Linked DNA regions of Salmo salar: region 2 is linked to region 1. The links are chromatin contacts, called in public Hi-C maps. All regions are on one chromosome and are shown on one strand. Each heading gives the region's core, a stretch centred on a gene start, on an enhancer-like site or on the middle of the called end of the contact. The rest is flanking DNA. Distances are from core to core; before and after follow the strand shown. Region 1 holds the start of klf6a (Kruppel like factor 6a). Region 2 has its middle 150 kb from the start of klf6a.

Evidence for each region. A called contact is a pair of places that touch in the nucleus more often than the background predicts.
Region 2: a Hi-C map of muscle shows a contact between it and region 1, with 2.0 times the contacts expected there. The contact joins the enhancer-like site here to the promoter of klf6a in region 1.

The regions. Positions count from the first base shown.
Region 1 is chrssa19:16,678,252-16,683,214 of Ssal_v3.1, forward strand. It overlaps klf6a (Kruppel like factor 6a), which reads right to left and starts at 3,247. Exons shown (of 4, transcript XM_014157467.2): 1 at 2,845-3,247; 2 at 232-814. The coding sequence starts at 2,946.
Region 2 is chrssa19:16,824,896-16,829,861 of Ssal_v3.1, forward strand. No RefSeq gene overlaps it. Among protein-coding and RNA genes, the nearest start is that of klf6a, 150 kb to the left of the region's middle. Within about 2 kb of position 1,691, at least 3 of the 13 cell types and tissues checked have an H3K27ac peak or open chromatin away from gene starts, as enhancers often do. A contact at or near this core is called in muscle, where this site is marked.

The sequences.
Region 1 (4,963 bases), core at 1,997-4,496:
GTTTTGGCTCTTTAAATTACATTACACAACTAGCTAACCAGACAGGCAATACCATTTGGTTAAATAAAGAATGACAGTCAAATAAGACATTGCTTTTGTGTAACAGTGAGGAAGTAAGGAAACTTAGTACCATCACTGTCACTTCCACCAACAGGGTTTGTATTTTGCCCCAAGGTTATGCAATGCAGAGGCCTGGGGTGTGATAGCATAGGGAAATGTCTGCTTTCTCACCTGTATGAGTGCGTTGGTGTGCTTTTAAGTGGGAACTCTTTGTGTAAACCTTGCGGCATCCGTTGAAGTGACACCTGTGCACCCGTCTCCTCCCGTCCGGTGACGCGTCTCCACCAACCAGCCCAGACTTTGCCGAGTTCTTTCCGATGCCGCCTGTCCGGACTTTTACCGGCAAGGTCAATTCTGTGTTTACACTTCCCCAGCCTTGTGAGATGCTGGGTTCCGAGCTGACCTCTGGGGAGGATGGGGGAGTGCTAATGATAGAAGGGCTAAAAGGTCCAGAACCGGCCAGAACCGACCCCAGAGGGTTCAAGGTAAAGCTGTGTGTTGGCGAGAGCTCCACGGAACTGTCTGAAGCTTCGCTGCTGGCATCAGAGTTTACACTGTTGGTTTCCAAGATCTGGCCATCCTGATTGTCCTCTTCTTTGACCAGAGGGATCTTTGGGTCAGAGTCGATCGCTTTATCACCGCAGGCCAAGATCAGCTTGCTCCAGAGGTCCTGCTCCTGCGGCTCCAACTTGATGTCGGATGTCGTTGAGACATAAGGCTCGCTCTGTAGATACCGCTCCAACTCCAAGCAAGTCTGGTTCAGGAACAAACAAAACAGATGTTTAGAATATATAGAAGAGATCACAGGTGTACTGCATTTCAGGGAGCTACCAGACCACCAACACATGAAGCAGTATCAACCTCATTGATGTTTTATGACAAGAAACTTATGCAACTTGTTTCCTTTGGCTCACAAGGCAGACCTGCTAAGGTTAGTCTGGGTAAACTACAGCTTCACACTAGTACGAAAACACATGTTCAAACAAGAAATGGGCTCTTCTTGACTATCACATGGTTGTGACCAAATTTAAGCTAGCTAGGCTACATGTTTACATACGCAAGTTGAGCAGTCATAAACTGCATATCCTAAGTGGTGTGTATGTGTGGAGGAACAGGGACTATATCCATTGTCAGTTCTGTGGTACAATGAATGACTCAGAGCACATTTGGTGTCCTTTTAAGGAAGCCACTGAACTTCCTGCTTCCCCAAGACTCATTCAGTTGCCACAGACTGACTGATACGATGCATTGCATGTAATCACATCCTTCCTACCCCCCAGAACTCAGTTTCTCAATGTTATAATACATTAATTCAGTTTTGATACTATATCTTGAGTATTCATAAAAATAAAGAGTAATCTGTTTGGAGGTATGGCAGCGTGTTGGTTTGACAAGAACAGTTGGAGAAAAAAAATTATGCCCCAGGCAAAGCACATAATGCCCCTTCCACAATCTAAACCAATCATTTCCAGTTGCAATACTATCTTCTCATGCGCACACGAATTCGCACGGAATTGGTCACTGCTGACATTTGATAGTGTGGATATGAGCATACTGAAACCCACTGAACGACATGCAAATTAATGCGATGTGTTTCAGAGGAATATAAACCTTATGGTTGGTTCAAACTATGGTTTTGATAAGTAAAATACCCTTTCCAGTTCTCTTTGGTAAAAATAAGTTATTACATTTTTACATTTACCACTACCAGTCTCGACAGTATTTATTTGTGGCTGTGTTGAAAGAGTTAAATCTCTTATGGCAGCTAGGAAGAAGTTGGCTCCGTGCCCAACTCGCAAATGCCTGAAGGAAACTACTTGGATCGATTTCAATCACGTATGAACTGCAAATATCTTCAGAAAAATGACTACAAACGAGGCCGTCCCGTCATGATTAATACGAGGGGTCAGTTGTTACACTTTATTGGTGTAAATTGTATCCACTTTCAAAATTAAATTGTTGAATTGGCTGCATTCCGGTTAGACTACTTCATCAGATCCTCTTACGAACGAGTTCCGCTCCGCAGCATTTTGAACGACAACAACTCCGTTACTCGAACCAAATCATTGCTTTCAAATTCACTTCCGATATGAAGGCTACTTACAGTAGCATCGCTCAGAAACAAGCCTATAACATCGCTCAGAAATATCACAACACTACAATGCTGGAAATTATATTGGTCGGGTCTCATTCATTTCAAGTGAGATTCCCGAGCTGTCAAACACTGGCTCACTGAACTAGACTTGTGCCGTGCTTTGACGGGCAACAATGCTCTACTTCGAATCAGCCATCTGTATAAAACAAGATAAGAACATAGCTTGTGCATCTGTGGGTAACCGGTTAAATAACACGTTTAGTCCTCCATTCGGAGGTATCCCTTGAAATACGAACCACGCTTGGTTCTTTTTTCGCATACTCTAACACACGCGCCGAATTTGACACATCCAGCTAGCCACGGAATTCTGCATGTATGTAGTTTACTGACGCTTCTGCAATGTTACAATTCATGATCATCTACTACAAAACAAAAGTTGACACATTGATCATCTACATTTTGTTTAAAAATGAAGAAAACAAATGTTTGACACAAAGTGCTGTAGAATATCGTAACAACGTGTAATTAGTAGTATATAATGTATCCATTTGTATAAATTAATATTCGTTTGCACGTACTTGAACACATGTAGCCTATAGTCATGCCAGGCTAACAGCCAGTCTGATTGGTCACATTATCTTTATTTCAGTTTAATGAAACAGTTTCAAATGAACGGATAAAAATGTTACCTGCTGCCAGTAATCCTCCAAGGATGGTAAAGCTGAAAAGTAGCCCGTGTCATGTACAATCTGAAGTTCCTGAAAGATGCTGCACATGGGTAGAACATCCATTTCAAATCCCAAATGTTGGCTAAAGAGCTGCACTGAAATATTTTTCTTGAGAATCAAGATACTATTCAAAATATTGGTCAATCTCGAACAGGTAAGTAAGATCCTTGTTTTAATTTCACATGCAACCCTATCTGTAGCTAATGCAAATAGCACGCACTGCAAACAAGCGTTGTTTTGCTTCCCCGTTGGCAGACCACTGCTTACTGGTGATGAAGTTACTCTATTTGCAAACACTGAACTAAATGCGAAGCCCGTACCATGTAAACTTCCTTATTCAAACCTCGCAACCTACCTACCCCCTCGTGACAGCATTACGCTTTTGGAACGTTAACCAATGAACTCGAATCAGCTTGCCCGCGCGCATATGATATCACAACCAACCAATCATAATCGTCTCCTGACATAATTTGGTCCTGTCTCTTTTTTTATTGGTGAATTTGACTCGTAGTTCCTTCACATTCATTGGACAGCTATTTTTAGAAAAGTATATATATGTGTGATGTACTCTATTCAACTGTCAGCGAGTTGCCTCTCTCTGCATATTTCGCCACGGAGAGCGCATCTGAGAAGCAACAATTTTTCCTCTTTGTAAACAGTTTCACTGTGTAGTTGTTTGACAGAGTTTCAACATACAGTACAAGACAAATACTTTTGAAACAGTATGCGAGAATGACTGGAATTTCGTTTGAATCTTTTGAAATACGCTTTTTTTTGCCGACTATATCATTGAAACAAACTTATTTTTTGAAGTTGTTCGGAGTTTCACACACTGGCATTTCTTACTAACATACCACCGTCTCCAGTCGCAAGATAGTAGGCTACAGCTAAATTCCACAAGGGGAGCCAAGTGCCACATCGCTCATGACTCAAATAGGCTACACCACTCTGGTAAAACGCAGCTATGCAGAATGCACAGCAGTTGTCCAGTATTTTGTTTGTCTAGCAACTGAAAGATGGTCATAGTCAACGATTTAGATATGCTTAAACTTTATGAAGGGCACACTCATGCAGAGTAGGTTACCTTTTGGGGGAAACTTGAGTTTGAAAAACTTGGAGACTTGCACTTGTTTTGCAAAAAAAGAAAGAAAAGAATAACAATCTTTAATGATATTTGAATTTGATTCAGTGTCAGTGACTTAAACATTTGAGAAGGATGATGGATTAATGCCTTTAGGCCAAGGCTGCTCATTTAGTGATTAGAGCTGAAGAGATTGTCCTAGTTCTCAGTAACATCCTGTTTTCTTAGAAATGATGACCAGTTGAGCGAAAGAACCAAAACACACACAAATGCAGTTAATCTATTTAATTATCTATCTATGCTCGAAGCCACACAGGTTTCAAAAATTGTTATATAGGTGTCAGTTTTCCATAACATCTCATATGTATAGTGCATCAAGGAAATCATGTTATTCTGTCATTTTATATGCTTTATTCTAACAGTAGTTTGATATTAATGAATAAACGGTGAATTGCTATCCACACTCAAATGTAACTCCATCACAGAAGATTTTTACAACCATGTTATTACGCTATTGCATACTTGGTATCTCCCCCCCCTTTGTATAGTTTCCCAATATGTTCGGAATGGCACCAAATAGATAGAGGAAGTGCTTTCATAATTGCAAAGTTATAGGATGAAGTCATATAGCTCTGTGATCATCTTGACCTGAGTGATATTCTGAGTTAAAGATAGAAGAGTTGCAAACAACATATTTGGAACAGAACCTCATTGTTTCAAATGGAACTATTTCCTGATTCTAGAACTGAGAGTCTTTTGTGAATGATCAGCTGTTGGTGCATATTTGTGGCTTGCAGCATCTGATGTAGTCATATGGTGATGTATTCGGAACCCAAAAGGAACCAGGCCTCAGTTGTCACTGGAATTCAAAGGAATTCCTGCTTATGTGCACACTAATGGTGCTGTCCATTATATCTTGAGTCATCCATGGTGGATGGTAGCTTTGAAGATGGTCTTTAAACTCAGTGAGGTCTATTCAGAAACCTTTATGTTAGAGAT
Region 2 (4,966 bases), core at 441-2,940, 150 kb after region 1:
TGTGAAGATACTGCAGGAAACAAGTACAAAGGTATCTATATCCACAGTAAAACGAGTCCTATATCGATATAACCTGAAAGGCCGCTCAGCAAGGAAGAAGACACTGCTCCAAAACTGCCATAAAAAAGCTAGACTACGGTTTGCAACTGCACAAAAGATCATACTTTTTGGAGAAATGTCCTCTGGTCTGATGAAACAAAAATAGAACTGTTTGGCCATAATGACCATCGCTATGTTTGGAGGAAAACGGGGGAGGCTTGCAAGCCGAAGAACACCATCCCAACCGTGAAGCACGGGGGTGGCACATCATGTTGTGGGGGTGCTTTGCTGCAGGAGGGATTGGTGCACTTCACAAAATAGATGGCATCATGAGGTAGGGAAATTATGTGAATATATTGAAGCAACATCACAAGACATCAGTCAGGAAGTTAAAGCTTGGTCGCAAAAATCTTCCAATTGGACAATGACCCCAAGCATACTTCCAAAGTTGTGGAAAAATGGCTTAAGGACAACAAAGTCAAGGTATTGGAGTAGCCATCACAAAGCCCTGACCTCAATCCCATAGAAAATCTGTGGGCAGAACTGAAAAAGCATGTGTGAGCACAGAGGTCTAGAAACATTTACATCATTTAGCAGATGCTCTTATCCAGAGTGACTTACAGTAGTGAGTGCATACATTTCATGGATTTTTTTTTTTTTTTGTACTGGCCCCCCATGGGAATCGAACCCACAACCCTGGCATTGCAAACACCATGCTGGCATTGCAAACACCATGCTCTACCAACTGAGCCACATGACTCAGTTACACCAGCTCTGTCAGGAGGAATGGGCCAAAATTCACCCAACTTATTGTGGGAAGCTTGTGGAAGGCTACCCAAAACGTTTGACCCAAGTTAAACAATTTAAAGGCAATGCTACCAAATACTAATTGAGTGTATGTAAACTTCTGACCCACTGGGAATGCAGTGAAAGAAATAAAAGCTGAAAAAATTATTCTCTCTACTATTATTCTGACATTTCACATTCTTAAAATAAAGTGGTGATCCTAACTGACCTAAGACAGGGATTTTTTTCTAGGATTAAATGTCAGGAATTGTGAAAAACTGAGTTTAAATGTATTTGGCTAAGTTGTATGTAAACTTCCGACTTCAACTGTATATCACATTTGAATGTGTCCTTCCCCACTCTTGCAAGCACACCTGCTTCTCCATCTCATGGTCAAGCATGGAGAAAGTCATCTATCATGAAATGATCAGACTTGCTTGTTTGATCTAAAATATTAATTGTATCTTACATATTCTACATAGATAAATAATTCTAAATTCAAAGAGAAGTAGAATTGTTTTCATAATTCATCTATAGTTGAATATAGCACATAGAATAAATAAAAAACGAATAATATTACGCACCGTTTAACAAGCAAATGAGTGACGTGATCTTTGCCTTTCAGTGCCACTTATCCCCTGACCCCTTGGCTCAGAGGTTAATGACATCATTAGCATTCTGTTGGGGCTTGCCTGGCCTGGTCCTCTCTCTTTCCCGGCAGGCCCGGACTGTGGTGTACTCAGAGGCTGTGTCCCAAATGGCACCCTATTTCCTCTATATTGCACTACTTTTGACCAGGTGAAAAGTAGTGCACTATAAAGGGAATAGGGTGCCATTTGGGTCACATCCAGCCTCAGAGGCTGAGTAAGCTGGGGACTTACTGCGAGCCTGTAAGCACTAGCCGATCCAGAAAGTGTCATAAGATACTGGCAGAATGAGTCAGAGGGCTGACGAGGAGGAGGAGGAAGAGAGAGAGAGAATGGATGAGCAGAGAGAGAGAGAGAGAGAGAGAGAGAGAGAGAGAGAGAGAGAGAGAGAGAGAGAGAGAGAGAGAGAGAGAGAGAGCGCATGAGCAAAGAGAAGGGGAGTTACACCAGGGGGGACAGGACATGTTGGAGAGGAAGGGTGATGGTACAGATGAGTCACAGGGAGTGTCCCCCGGCTAAAACCATCTCAGTGACATGATCATGTTACACCCTGTACACCCTGTCCAGTCTCAGGGCCAAGGCTATTATGGTGTAAATAAGGCAATTATGGTGTAAATAATGAGATTCCAGTAGCCAACTACTCCACCCTCATAGTGTGTGTGTGTTTCCAGCTTCTAACTATGCCACCTTCATAGGCCAAGCCACTCCATTGACAACAGGTACAACTAAAATGGCACGCTGTTCCTTATATAGTGCTTTACTGTAGATCAGAGCCCGTGTCAAAAGTAGTGCACTGTTTTGAATAAATAGGGTGCCATTTCAGCCACATGTTATTCTGGTAGCTGGAGCAGAAGTGAAAATCCTAGCCTTTATGGAAACACCATGGCCCGAGTTGCTGCCCTCTGTAATCTGTGTGTTGTAATTACTTTCATTTTGGTGTGTGTGTGTGTGTGTGTGTGTGTGTGTGTGTGTGTGTGTGTGTGTGTGTGTGTGTGTGTGTTTCTTTAGCCAACACAGGAGGAGATGGAACACTTATGTAACTGTGGCTGTTGGCGTTTCCCCAAAGTGCTTTCCTTATGGGATGACAGTTCCTTCATAGAATTTCCCTTTATATATTTCCATATGATTCATTTCCATTTTCAATTGGTTTGAATATGCTTGCATAATACGCAGTATGGTAGGCTATAGCATAGGGGAGAAATATGGTATTGATTGCCTGTGATTTAAAGATTTACTGCCGTGTAAACTCCAGTAACAGAGAGAGAGAGAGATTTTTGGCACATTCATAAATAACAGCATTATGAATCCAGTAGCATTTAGGCAATGACTGCTTGATGATTATACCCCTTTGATGACATTTCCCTCTCAGCATGTTTTCACTCAGTGTGGAGGAGGCAAGGGGAAAATGCCAACAACTCCAGCCAACTCCTTCCCTCTCTCTGCCTTCTCACCCTCAGGTGACTGTGCAGTTCTGCTGATCTATTGACACAGAGGTGAGAGAGAGGAGGAAGTTATTTTCCATGTGGATAAGTCATACTCCAGGCACCCGGATAGGATACCTCATGCTCTAACAGTGAGCAAGCACAGCTCACACCAGTGTGTCCGTTCTGACAGGGTCTGCACCTCTGTGCCAGGATCAAAGAATGTACCAAATATAACTGGGTCACCGTGGCGATGATGTGTCAAAAGTCAATGTGGTATGTTGTTGACACATTCTAATCTAAGTTGGTCATAGTTTTTTAAATACATGTATTTTGTCTGTGGTTTAAGGTGGTGAGAGAGAGAGAGAGAGAGAGAGAGAGAGAGAGAGAGAGAGAGAAACTGGACTGGACGTATCAAATTCAGACTGAGAGCCCACTATTGCTGTTGGCAGGCGAAGGAAAGTCTCTTCAGTTCAGTAGTTCAGAGACCTCAGCTTAGGAAGTAGGGTATTTTCCCTGTTCATTCAAACACACCAAGAATCGAGTCACTTGTGAATCAGCACCCTGTGCCACCTTTGACAGGAGGTGTTTCAATGCCGCCCATAATAGCTATTACGTTATAACTGTGGATCGCTGTGCCTCCTTGTCAAGGATTGTTACCAATACTGCATGCTGCATGCTAAAACAACCTTGCCCACCTGTAAATTACCATTATCTGCATGTCAGTCTAGTTCTGATTAAACCATTTCGTACATTCAATGCTGTCCAAATTAAAAGCTCCACAGTTATATTGAAACAGAAGCCAGGGGTGTAATGTGGCAGCTTTAATGTCTTGGTTAATTGATTCAAACCCATGAAGAGATAAATAAACATATTTAAGGGAACAATGCTTTAAAAGACAGCAGCATATAGTATGTTGGTGTTCAAATTTTATGCACAGCTTAAAACCTTGGCTCTCTGCCTTTAGCTTGTCAGCTCCTTGTTTATGGCTGATGATAGGGCGTCAGGGCGTGTAGTGCCGTTCAAAAAGGAATGGGGCAATTTGCATGGAATTGATGCAGTGCAGTGCAAGGTAAAGTGGTACAAAAAGTTATATAGATAGAAGAGCCATGTCTCAACTATTACTGTATGTGGTCTAACGGGGTAGACAAGTGCATAGTTTACAAATGATTCATTTCCTGTAACCTGACTGAGTACAGAGCCTTGTAACACTGTAACTCAAGTGGTGCTATGGAGAGTAGCCTATATTGTAGCTAATCATTAGCAATATCTCAAAATAAACATATTGGCATTAATACCTATTTAAAATCACAATTTAACTTAAAGGTGGCAGTGCAGTCCAAAATGGGCTTTCGTGTCTTTTACATATATTTCACACTATGAGGTTGGAATAATACTGTGAAATTGTGAAAAATATGATAATGCACTTTTAGTGTGAGAACTTTTTGAAATTTCAGCTTGTTTGGCTGGGTAGGTTTTTTGGACCACCTGGTGACATCACCAGGCGATATAAACTATTTTCCTAACAGCTAGTTTTCAGGTTACACATCCCTCCAATTAGGCTCCTCCAATTCGACCCCTCTTTCAGACCCCTCACAGACAGTCCTAATAAAATTGTTGATTGAGAAATGTAATTTTTCTAGGAAGCTATTTTTGTTTCTTTTTGACCATTTTAATTGAAAACAAACACAATAAGGTACTTCATTGCTATACAGAAATGATTTGATATTTAGATAAAAACAGCATTGGACCTTTAATCATATAGCATTTCCCTATATTTTCTTCTTTATATCAGATGCTATACCCCACCATCATTCAACCAGTGTTGGGAAACTGCAGTTATTATTGTTCAGCTATTTGTTTGTCTGATGACTAAGGCTTAACCTACTGTAGTAGGGTGGTACAGTATGTTGACTTTTACATGATCAGGGAGATTTCATGAAGTTCTGTCAGGGTTCCAAATGATAACTCTTCTACTATAATTACACAAGGGTCTAAACAGTTGTAAAGTGTTGTACTGTGATTGCATAAAGGTCATTAACATTGGTTATTATTAACCGTTGCCTGACAGTT